Linked DNA regions of Hordeum vulgare: region 1 is linked to region 2. The links are chromatin contacts, called in public Hi-C maps. All regions are on one chromosome and are shown on one strand. The core of a region is the stretch at or near the end of the contact, and the rest is flanking DNA. Distances in the headings are between cores, read along the strand shown. Region 1 holds the start of LOC123443561. Region 2 has its middle 150 kb from the start of LOC123443561.

Region 1 (5,926 bases), core at 1,678-4,177, 150 kb after region 2:
AAATTTACTAAAAACTGGAAACTTGTTTTTCAATTTTTTTTGTTCTTTGTGGTACGTTTTTCGTTGCAGTTTTTAAACCGTTCACCGGAACAGGGCATATGATAGGGCGTTCAAAAGCTGTAGAATAGGCACATCTTTCATACGTTGGCAATCTGTTGAGATTCCTCACGGTTTTAAATGAATTCCGAAAACGTTGTGGCTGCCTACAAGTTGCATCGAGCGTATTCTCGTAAAGTTTAACAAACCGCTCGTCGGGATGAAGAAAATAATACGGTGTTGGAAAGGTATCGATGAGGCGCAACTTTTTCATGTAGAACACCCTCCCTAATTCATTACGGCCGAGGAGCAGTTTTGAAATTACCGATATACGAACACTCTGTTATTTGCGACCCCAAAATCGACGCGAACACTCTGTTATTTGCGACCCCAAAATCGACGCGTGAACCACATAAGGAAGAAGAACGTACTTCGTAAAACCAAAAACCACACTACATTATATGGGCAAGCCAAAAACCACACTACATTATATAGGCAAGCGAACTACATGCGTTATTTTGTCGAACGTAAATTTTTCAAACGAGAAAGCGGACAACATGTCTCATCGAGGGTAAGTAAGCCACAACACGCACTTCACATCAAGCGTAAGTGATACACAACACTATTGAGAAGTCGACTGTATTACTTTTCTTTGTCGTTTCCGTAACAATTTTTCTGCACTTCCAATTATGAGAAACAATTTTTCTGCACTTTCAATTATGAGTAAGCGAGCCGCGATAATGACGAATTTGTACAACGAAACTACCCAAAATGAACCTCATGAGTTTATTATTGTCTTATTTTATATTTTAATCCTTTTACATGCTTCGACCTCGCGAATGCACATCACACTAAAGAAAAGTGCACCGTGAGACGGGTCCAAATGAGCTTCATTATTTTCCCCAATAAAATGAACCTTTTTGGAGTTCTCTGACCCATGTTTTTGTGAGTTGCAATTGTCGCCAATCTGGGCCGCGAGACAAATTGAATTAACTCAATGGCTGAGGCTAATGAACCTCAAAATGGTTACACAAACAAATGGTGCTTCATTTGATAGAACATGCACACTTCACAAACATAAATGCCGCACTGCATGATACCTACAAATGCACTGCATGGAACCTGCCCCGCCGAACCGCTCGCTCAACCGAGTCAACTGCAAAATGAGTCAAAAAAAATTGATGTGTCATGAAGCGCCACCACACCATACTACAACCCCGCGTGATGCCCGATCTGTACTGCACACGAGTCGCAGTGTACATCTGCACGCGTGTACTACTCCAGTGATAGAAGAGGGGAGGTGGAAGAGGAGGACAAAGGGATGGCTAATCGACGAGGTTGTGGCAGCGGTGAGGAAAATTAGCATCCATGCGCATGGCCACGACCACCATGGTGGAGCTGCTCCACTGCGGCTTCGGAGGTTTGCATGGCACGTGGTGGGGATCCCGCCGGATCTTAGACCGGACCTGGACTCGTTGTAGGCTGCTGGATCACAAGAACAAATTATGTGAGACATAAGACAAGACAATACACAAAGCAAACAAATTATGTGAGACTTAAGACAAGACAATACATCCATCAATGGCATGAACCTTCTCGTGCTGCAACCGATCCACTAAAAAATGCAACATGAACAATCTGTCTTTGCTGAGTAAACTAATTTGAGTGATCATTGCAGTATGTGATGGCAACAAGTAAGGTCACACTCCAATAGAATATGAAGTAGTTTAAAATAAGTAAAGGATATGTTTCTCAAAATCAGGGCATTTTGGCCATAATGACATATCACAAATGCATCCCAACAAAAACAATGTTTATGTATTTGTGCAGGCAGACAGGCAGGCAAACATAAACAGTTGCATGATTCATATATCCTTTGATAAGTTGACTGGACCGTCAAAGTAATCCGCACCACTCACAACAAACACATATAGAAATTTTGTCGTCCTAAACTAGTACATCCGCAAACTGCAACTCAACGACAATGAAAATAATCCAACCAAATGCTTGATCTAGAGTTACCTTGATCTTGTTCTCTGCGGGCTTATCCTCCTGCATCACAAGCCCCCTTGATACCTGCTTCTGAACTAGCACGTCAAATCCCACGAATTAACCAGAAGAAAAGTCACATAGAAATCGATTCGATGGGACGACAGATTAAAATTCCCGGGAAGGGAGACCATCCAAGGATGTTAGGAACACGAGGAGAACGTAGATCAGATAAAGGGATAGGCGGGCTACCGAGATCTGGGGGAAATGGAATCTTCGGTTCAAGGCAAAAAAAAAGTGGGGGCGGGGAAGGGGATCGATACCTCGTCGATGGCCGCTGATTCGGTGGCCACGAGGCAGGCTTGGAGGAGGGGGAAGCCGGATCTGAGGTGTCGTGCCGCTATTTCCGGCTCGTTCCGCGGTGGTGGAGAGCAAAACCTAGGAGGAGATCGGGTCGTGGAGGAGGAAGAGACGAGGCTTCTTGCGGGTCCCGTAGTATGGGGGAGGAAAAGGTAAGGGCGATGCGTACAGGAGTTGCCGAAGGCCATGGCCGACGGATCCACCGAGAAGGGAAGGGGGAGGTCGCCCCCCTGCCGTTGGCCTCCTCTGACAGCGGCGACCAGCAGCAGCTGGGGACCGGTGGTGTAGCGGTAACGCAGGGAGGAGGAGTTGGTAGACCGAAGCAGGGGGGAGGAACATGTGCGCCAGATCGGTGGGAAAAGTGGCGCGGCGGCATCGGGTAGGTGGTGGCATGGCGTTATGGGTGAGGCGGTGGTGCGGTGGTGCGGAGGCACGGGGTTGGTGTTGGCATGGTGGCCCATCGGAATTGGTGGTGCGGGATAGGTGGCGGCGACACGGCAGAGGTGGTGGTGCAGGGGAGGGTGGTGGCGCGACGGTAGAAGGCTGGGTGACGGCACGGGGTATAGTTTGGCATCATTTTATTCAATGTGCACACTGTGTCGTAGTTTTCATCCGAGGATCTTAGGATTTTCTTGATTATGAATTTCTCGGTCATTTTTTTGCTTTCTAAATCGGTAATCTCATTTGTGATGACAGCAAGCCTAGAGTACATATCACTCCTTCATCATCATTCATCTTGAACGTGTCAAGTTGGCTTTGAAGCACATCCAACAGATTACCTCACTGATTCGATACCTTCATGCATATCAACCAAAGTATCCCAAATTTTCTATGCATTCTCAAGACGACTGATCGTGTTGAATTCTTCGAGGCATAGGCAGTTGAAAAGAATGCCGCATGCCTCAACATTGTATTGCAACATCTTTAATTCTTCCGCGGTCGCATGCCTCACGATCCGGTTTCCTTCCATCACCAAAGAATTCACCTTGCAATCCAACACAAACAACAACCCAAATGGCGGGGTTATGATCAAGAATATGAATTTTCATTTTATGCTTCCAACTAGCAAAGTTTGTACCATCAAAATATGGACCTCTATGGTGGTAATTTCCTTCACTAGATTCCATACTCTTGTAGGTTGTGAAACCAATGCAATGGAGAACAAAGCTCGGATACCATTTGTAGGATCCGAAGAATGTTTATAGGGGGTTATTAGACTACTTGATCCAATAATAACTGAGTTTTCTACCAATTTTAGTTCTGGGCAAGCTTTAACAATTGTAGGAAGTCAATCACACTCTACACTTGAAAGTCTAAGAGTATAGCAGCGAAAAGTGAATTCATGAAAATGTAAGTAGGGAGTATGGATAGGAAGATCAAACGCAAAGATTGACACGGAGATTTTTGGCGTGGTTCTGATAGGTGGTGCTATCGTACGTCCACGTTGATGGATACTTCAACCCACGGAGGCTAACATCCGTGACAGTCCATGGAGGGCTCAACCCATGAAGGGTCCACGAAGAAGCAACATGTTCTATACCACCATGTCTTACGTCCACGAAGGACTAGCCTCAGTCGGGGTAGATATTCATGAAGTAGGCGATCTCCTTACCATTACAAACTTCTTGGTTCAACTCCACACCAAGTCGGAGGCTCCCAAGCGACTCCTAACCAATCCAGGAGACACCACTTTCCAAAAGGTAATAGATGTGGTAGTATGATGAACTCCTCGCTCTTGTGCTTCAAAACATAGTCTCCTCAACACTCAATCACTCTCTCACAGATTTGGCTTTGGTAGAAGTGATCGGTTGGGTGGAAATCAAGATCCATATGACAGGAATGGAATATCTTGATCTCAATACATGAGTAGGTGGCTCTCTCTCGGAAAAATTGATGGGGCAAGTGTTGGTTCATTCTGAGTGCTTCCTCTATGAATAGAGGTTGGTGGAGGGGTATATATAATCATGTCCAAAAATCCAACCGTTACAACATCATTGCCCAACTAGGTGTAACCGAAGTAAAAACTTGGTTGCACCCGACTAGTGAAAATGTGGCAACTTTTGGCGTCTCGATGAGAATGATATAGGAATCTTGGTCGGTCCAATTTTGGCTGGTGTAGGCAGATTGCAAACTCGGTGACCCCGATATGCTAAAATAGGGAATTCCTATTTTAAATAAATCAACATCAGTTCGTTGGACACTATTTTTGGTTGCATCGAAACCCGACTTGGTAGTATCTAGATTGTAGGGTTTGGCTCTCGATCGTTATAGGGTAAACTGGGTGGGGCCGAAATGGAGAAACTTGGTAGCATCGAATTTGACTTTTTGGTTTGGACATAATATTTGTCGGAGAATTTCATGAGTGTTTTTGGTGGCTAACCACTAAGCACTTGAGCGACCAGATCATCACAGTCACCTCATCCCCTTTTAAAAGTATTTTTCATGGTATTGGCTTTCCTATGGACTCGAATGTGATTTCTCACAAAATATAAAATGTAGAGTCTTCAAGCTTGTTGCCAATAGATGTTCCTCGCATCTAGGGGTTCTCCTCATAGTCCTTAGGCATTTCATCATTGAACTTTTCCTGAACTATACTAGATAGAATCGTTAGTCCAGTGAGATATATGTTGATATTAATTACTAAAAGCACCTAGGGAGAAGTTGTGCTTTTCACGGTCCCGCGTAGCGATTTTAGGGCGACCATGCGATTCTCGAGGCATCATGGGGGAGTGGGCGTGTGCCATCCAGTCGTGGCTAATGCTGGACACAACCTAGCCCGATAGTCCATCGAAGCCCGCAACTTTGGTCCGCCCCATCTCGCGCTTCGCTCGGAGAGCGTGCGCACCATGGACCTGGGGCGATTGTCGGTCCGGTGGGAACCAAGGTACCATGACCCATCTACCGCTAGCCTCGAAGACAACGTGTGGGCCAACCCACATGGAATCAGGCCCTTTAAGGGCCTAAAAGTGCCCTCCCATGGGGTGGCTCCGTGTAGCTTGGCACACAGCGCTAGGCCGTTGGGCTTTGCCCCTGTCACTTGGGTGACACGTCCGTTGGAAGGAGGAGACACGGGTCATGCCAGCGGACAGAGACAAGTTTTTCCCCTTTGGTGATTAGGAGGCAGTGCAAACTGCTCCTTGATACGTCTCCAACATATCTATAATTTTTGATTGTTCCATGTTATTATGTTATCATTTTGGAACACTTTTTATGCACTTATCTACCAATTCAAATTATTTTTTAGCAATAACCTATTGATCGAGTGAAGTGCCAGTTGTTGTTTGCTGCGCGTTTTTCCACTTTTCAGGTTTCGCTACCAAATGAAGTCCAATTGACGTGAAAATTTTTGTTTATTTTTCTAGGCCAAAACAAGATCGTGGAGCATCGGAACGAGGCAGGAGGGTGCACAAGCCCCCCACAAGCCAACAGGGTATGGCCCGGGGGTGCCGTAATTGCTTGTTCCCCCTCGTGGCTCTCCCGACTCCGTTCTCTAGCCTAAAATTTCTCATCTACCCTAAAAACTTTGGGGGAGGTCCCAAAA
Region 2 (6,141 bases), core at 2,422-4,921:
AATGATGAGCCGAATCTTCCTTGAATCCATACTTTGAACAATGAGCGACCTGTAGCCCCCTAGGGACGGCTTATCTCCTTGAAATAACAGGGTCTATTGATGATGTGATGATTTGAAAAGCGGACTGCATTAGCCCCCAAGTGTCATGGTGTATGCTTGAAGCGACATGGGACTTTCATACTTTGATGTAACCTTGATTTGAATAACGTAGCCTCCAAGTGTCGGGTTGTGTGCCTGCAGCGACTCGGGGCTATTCCTTCCATTGTAGAATAAAATCATATCCACTCTGCGAGCTGATGATGCCTTTGTGATAAAAGAAATCCTTGACCGTGCTTGCAATGTAACCCGGCAAATATATCCTTGAGAAATCCATATGTCGGAGAAATCCATAAGTGTTGTAGTTTACTACAGAACACAAGTTGAAGAAATCCAAGGGCCGGTCAATTAGATGACTCGGCATTATATGTGATAGGACGGCTCTTTGACAATAGTCAATTCTTCCGAGCTGGCTTTAAAAACCCCCAATCATTTAACACTGGTTATGATAAACCATGATAAAAATCCAGCCAAATTGGCTATTCAAAGATTTATTTGCACCTGCAAGAATTTATGCTTTGACCCGGTTTGAAGACCGGAATGATATGTATGTATGATGTATGATGCAATGCAATATGATGCATGTATATGATATGATAAGTATGGCATCAAGCTATTTTAAATAAGCCAACTCAGTGAGTCACAGCGGCCGGCTGAGTGAGTCACGGTGAGTCCCATAAAACTGTGAAACCTTGTGGTAGTGCCAGGAAGGTAAAAAATAGCAATTTCGTCGGCTCATCAGGTCGCGACAGGATGGGGCGAGTTAGAAAGCTCAAGCGCCACCCAAGAATGATTTCGTCGGCTCATAAGGTCGCGACAGGATGGGGCGAGTCAGAATAGCTCAAGCGTGCACCCTAGGATGATGGTTTTGTCGGCTCATAAGGTCGTGACAGGATGGGGCGAGTCAGAAAGCTCAAGCGCCACCCTAATATGATGGTTTCGTCGGCTCATAAGGGGGCGACAGGATGGGGCGAGTCACAAAGCTCGAGCACACACCCTAAAATGCAGGTTTCGTCGGCTCATAAGGTCGCGACAGGATGAGGCGAGTCAGGAAGCTTGAGCACACACCCTAAAATGCAGGTTTCGTCGGCTCATAAGGTCGCGACAGGATGAGGCGAGTCAGAAAGCTCGAGCACACACCCTAAAATGCAGGTTTCGTCGGCTCAAAAGGTCGCGACAGAATGAGGCGAGTCAGAAAGCTCGAGCACACACCCTAAAATGCAGGTTTCGTCGGCTCATAAGGTCACGACAGAATCAGGCGAGTCAGAAAGCTCGAGCACACACCCTAAAATGCAGGTTTCGTCGGCTCATAAGGTCGCGAGAGGATGAGGCGAGTCAGAAAGCTCGAGCACACACCCTAAATGCAGGTTTTGTCGGCTCATAAGGTCGCGACAGGATGAGGCGAGTCAGAAAGCTCGAGCACACACACTAAATGTAGGTTTCGTCGGCTCATAAGGTCGCAACAGGATGAGGCGAGTCCGAAAGCTCGAGCACAAACCCTAAAATGCAGGTTTCGTCGGCTCATAAGGTTGCTACAGGATGAGGCGAGTCAGAAGGCTCGAGCACACACCCTAAAATGCAGGTTTCGTCGGATCATAAGGTCGCGACAGGATGGGGCGTGTCCGAAAGCTCAAGCGCCACCCTAAGATGATGGTTTCGTCAGCTCATAAGGCCATGACAGGATGGGGCGAGTCAGAAAGCTCAAGCGCCACCGTAAGATGATGGTTTCGTCGGCTCATAAGGTCGCGACAGGATGGGGCTAGTCAGAAAGCTCAAGCGCCACCCTAAGATGATGGTTTCGTCGGCTCATAAGGTCGCGACAGGATGGGGCGAGTCAGAAAGCTCAAGCGCCACCCTAAGATGATGGTTTCATCGGCTCATGAGGTCGCGACAGGATGGGGCGAGTCAGAAAGCTCAAGGTCCACCCTAGGATGATGGTTTTGTCGTCTCGTAAGGTCGCGACAGGATGGGGCGAGTCAGAAAGCTCAAGCGCCACCCAAGATAATGGTTTCGTCGGCTCATAAGGTCGCGACATGATGGGGCGAGTCTGAAAGCTCAAGCACCACCCTAAGATGATGGTTTTGTCAGCTCATAAGGTCGCGACAGGATGGGGCAAGTCAGAAAGCTCAAGCGCCACCCAAGATAATGGTTTTGTCGGCTCATAAGGTCGCGACAGGATGGGGCGAGTCAGAAAGCTCAAGCGCCACCCTAAGATGATGGTTTTGTCGGCTCATAAGGTCGCGACAGGATGTGGCGAGTCAGAAAGCTCAAGCGCCACCCTAAGATGATGGTTTTGTCGTCTCATAAGGTCGCGACAGGATGGGGCGAGTCAGAAAGCTCAAGCGCCACCCAAGATAATGATTTTGTCGATGAGGCTTCAACCCCCGAGAGCAGCCTAATTTCCCTGTAATGACCTGGGGTTCTTGAATTATTCATCTGAGTTGAGTCTGCCGAGCCATGTCCATATAGCCCCCGAGTCTTAAGTCGACTCAAGGAGGCGGCTTGAGAGTCTCCATACTTGATTTTGACACAAGCCGGTATAATGCTTGATGGTTGCGCGCGTCTGTTGGGCGGTTCATATAAGTGAGCACTGTATCGGCAGGTTGATATAATTCAAGCCGTGAGGGCGGCAACTTGCCTCCTTCTGTTGGGCGGCTCGTACAGGCGAGCACTGCACCGACAGGTTGATGTAATCCGGGCGTGAGGGCGGCGACTTGCATCCATCTGTTGGGCGGCTCGTACAGGAGAGCACTGCACTGACATGTTGATATAAACCGGACCATGGGGGCGGCGACTTGCGTATGTCTTTTGGGCGGCTCGTACAGGCGAGCACTGCACCGACGGTTGACATAAACCGGACCATGGGGGCCGCGACTTGCGTCTGTCTCTTGGGCGGCTCGTACAGGCGAGCACTGCACCGACGGTTGACATAATCCGGACCATGGGGGGCGACGACTTGCGTCTGTCTCTTGGGCGGCTCGTACAGGCGAGCACTGCACCGATAGTGGACATAATCCGGGCCGTGAGGGCGGCGTCTTGAATGCGAGAGTTGTGTGGCATTTTGGCATGGACTCGAGAATCGGCCACGACATTGTAAATCGCCTTTGATCATGCGGACGTGAGAGTTGGCCGCGTCATTGTAAACCGTCTTGGTCGCGCGGACGTGAGAATTGGCCGCGTCATTGTAAACCGTCTTGGTCGCGCAGACATGAGAATTGGCCGCATCATTATAAGTCGGCGCGGACAGTGACTCGCCCATGACGTTTGTAAGCTGACACGGATGGAGTCGCCCGTGGCGTTGATTGACACGAGTTCCCTACTCGTAATATGACGCCACTTTGTAATGAATAATTGTCCTGCGTAGAAGAAATATCATAGGACAACGTAGTTATCCTCAAAAAATATATTGATAAAATAAATAATGTGGATAGCACCTGATCTTTCTGCCGGATCTCCAGTAGTCTTTGGGCTACAGTATACACCCGCTGATTGTTATACTCATTCTGGTATTGTCTTGGCGTGCATAACCCAATTGAATGGCCCCTCAACGTAGCCAGGTGAGGCGGACAAAGCCCTGTTGGCGCAGTATGGGAGCAACTTGGAACTGAAGCGACAAGGAGGTGGAAACAGTGGGCCATGGCTGCTCGGAAGTGAAGACTGTGACTGAAAACACGGCGGCTCAGCGACGGGAATCCAACAACAGCTTATTGGCAACGTGCGACTTGAAGCGAGGCAATCGAGGCAGCTGGGCGGATCAACGCGCGACGGCTGGAGCGCTCAAGGTGGCCCACGGCAGCTCGGAGACGCATCCATGACGGGAAGAACGACTCACGACGGCGGGCCATGGAAACGGCGGCTCAGAGTTTGGCCGACTCAACGCAGAGGCTTGGCTGGTTGATGTGTGATGGTAGATGCAACGAGGCAGGGTGATTGGATGGATATGTGTGTGGCGCGAGTACGGATGGATTGACCTCTGGCTGGCTTGTGAGTGGATGAATCCTTCTCTCCTTCTTTTGACGTGCATGTGACGGATAGGCATATGGTTGGTTCCTCCATGGCCGCAGGCGCAGTAGGGCTCTCTGGCTTGAATATACGGCAGCAGGAAAAAAGGCGCAACGGGGCGACTGCGACTGGATGCTCGGCGCAGGCCGTCGCGACGACGGCTCCGGGCGCGGTGATGGTGGAGGGCGATGCGGCGGAGCGAGGCGACTCGGTCCTGCGGCGATAGCGGATGGTGACGCAACGGCTCAAAACCACGGCGGAGCGAGTCGATTCGGTCGCACGGCGATGATGGATGATGACCCGGCGGCTCAACGCGCTGCGAAGCGGGCCGACTTGACGCACGATGATGGTGGATGGCGATGTGGCCGCTCAAAGCGTGGGGCAGATGCCGGTGCCATGGCGTCTCATGGCGTGGCCAACGGAGGTCGGGCGAAGCGAGGTCATGATGGCTCAAACGCGAGGCGGCGGAGGCCGGCAGCACGATGACTCAAACACGAAGCAGCGAAGGCAAAGTCGGCAACATGGACGGCGGCGGCGTGCGTGGCGTGGCAAAGCCGGCCGAGGCAGCGAGTCAGCTCGCAGGTGTGGCCACGGCCACCAGGTAACTCGAGGTGAAACCAGCGATGTGGGCGGAGAGTCCGCATCCGTCTCGACAAAGGCAGTCATAGAGCAATCCATCACACACGAGCCATCCATCGTCTTCATAAATAATCCACACACCCATCCATCACGCACCACCGGAGCAGAAAAACATCCATTGCTCGCAATAATCCACACATCCATCCATCAACCCGCTGAGCAAATTGTGCACGCACCCACGCATCCATCCAGCTACAGAGACGAGCGAGGCGGGGTTGACTTTGACATCAGGTTGATTTGTGGCGATGGACGAGCGAGGCGGAGACGGACTGCAACCTGCCGAAACTGCAAACGGCGGTTTCGGTTTGCAACGTACGCGGAGGTTGTTGAGGTTTCCGGGTCAGGGCCGGTGCATCGAGGTCAAACCTTTTTTCTCCTCCGGGTCGTGGCCAGCCTACCACAAGTCCATTTATTTTCTATTTGATCACCTTGTTGCGTGCATGCAAGCACAAATACTGCACATGCCTCGGTTTTTGAGCCTGGGCTCTTCTTTTCCTCAGATCTGGTCTCTCGCTTGGACAAAGTCTGTTGTTTTCTTTTCCTCACATGTATGCGGACTTGATGCTAGCAGGGTCGGGCTCGGTCGCCGCATAAGTCGAACTTCGCGGCGGAAATTCTGGAACGTCTTGACTCGACGACTTGTGGTGCCGCACAGGCGGGCAACCCTAATTCTTTTTTTTGTCTGATACTATTTAAGCCGATGTTGAAATTTTTCCAAACTTGACCAATGAATTTGAAGCCGATGGAGATTCTTCCGTGCCGGCTTCTTGCGGATACGACGGGTCAGAAGCGTCTCAATGCCTAGATGAGATCCCTTCAAGAACACAATTCCACCGTGCGCTGGCCCCACGGTGGGCGTCAACTGTCGTGATTTTGTCACGGCAGATGTCCTCATGAGAGAACTTTAGGTGTGAGGCCATCGCAACCATGTGGCGGCTTGAAGGGGTTGGTCGGAATCGAGAGACGCGAGTTTACCCAGGTTCGGCCCCTCCGATGGCGGTAAAAGCCTACGTCCTGCTTGTGTTCCATTGATGGAGATGATGATCTTGATTACAAGGGTGCGGACTCGCCACCTCTAATCTCGTGGGTGTCTAATCTGTCTATCCCATGATTTGTCTTCTCTAGACCTAAGTTGTGAATCTTCTCCCTCTTGGGGTGCCTTACCCCTCCTTATATAGGTGGAAGAGGTAAGTTTACATGTATAGTCCTACTGGAAGTAGGAATAGGACTAGTCTCTCTTGAATCCTAATCTGGGTCTTGTTTCCTTCTTGTGGGAGTCTTTCCTCTTCTTGGGCCTTCTCTTGTGAGTCGGCCCTCCTGGCCTCTCTATGAGTCGCCTTATGCCAGGGTGCACGCTGGGTCTTGGGCCTTCGTCATTTATCTAAGTCGCCTGTGGGGACAAGT

The links. A called contact is a pair of places that touch in the nucleus more often than the background predicts.
Region 1: a contact with region 2 is called in a Hi-C map of seedling, with 4 times the contacts expected there. The contact joins the promoter of LOC123443561 here to the enhancer-like site in region 2. A contact is called at or near these places in 1 of 6 Hi-C or Micro-C datasets (seedling) and 1 of 1 datasets of contacts at active chromatin or transcription factors (embryo).

The regions. Positions count from the first base shown.
Region 1 is chr3H:222,611,604-222,617,529 of MorexV3_pseudomolecules_assembly, forward strand. It overlaps LOC123443561, which reads right to left and starts at 2,928. Exons shown (of 3, transcript XM_045119982.1): 1 at 2,349-2,928; 2 at 2,059-2,112; 3 at 1,063-1,518. The coding sequence starts at 2,846. The coding sequence ends at 1,492.
Region 2 is chr3H:222,464,395-222,470,535 of MorexV3_pseudomolecules_assembly, forward strand. No RefSeq gene overlaps it. Among protein-coding and RNA genes, the nearest start is that of LOC123443561, 150 kb to the right of the region's middle. Within about 2 kb of position 3,672, at least 2 of the 3 cell types and tissues checked have open chromatin away from gene starts, as enhancers often do. A contact at or near this core is called in seedling, where this site is marked.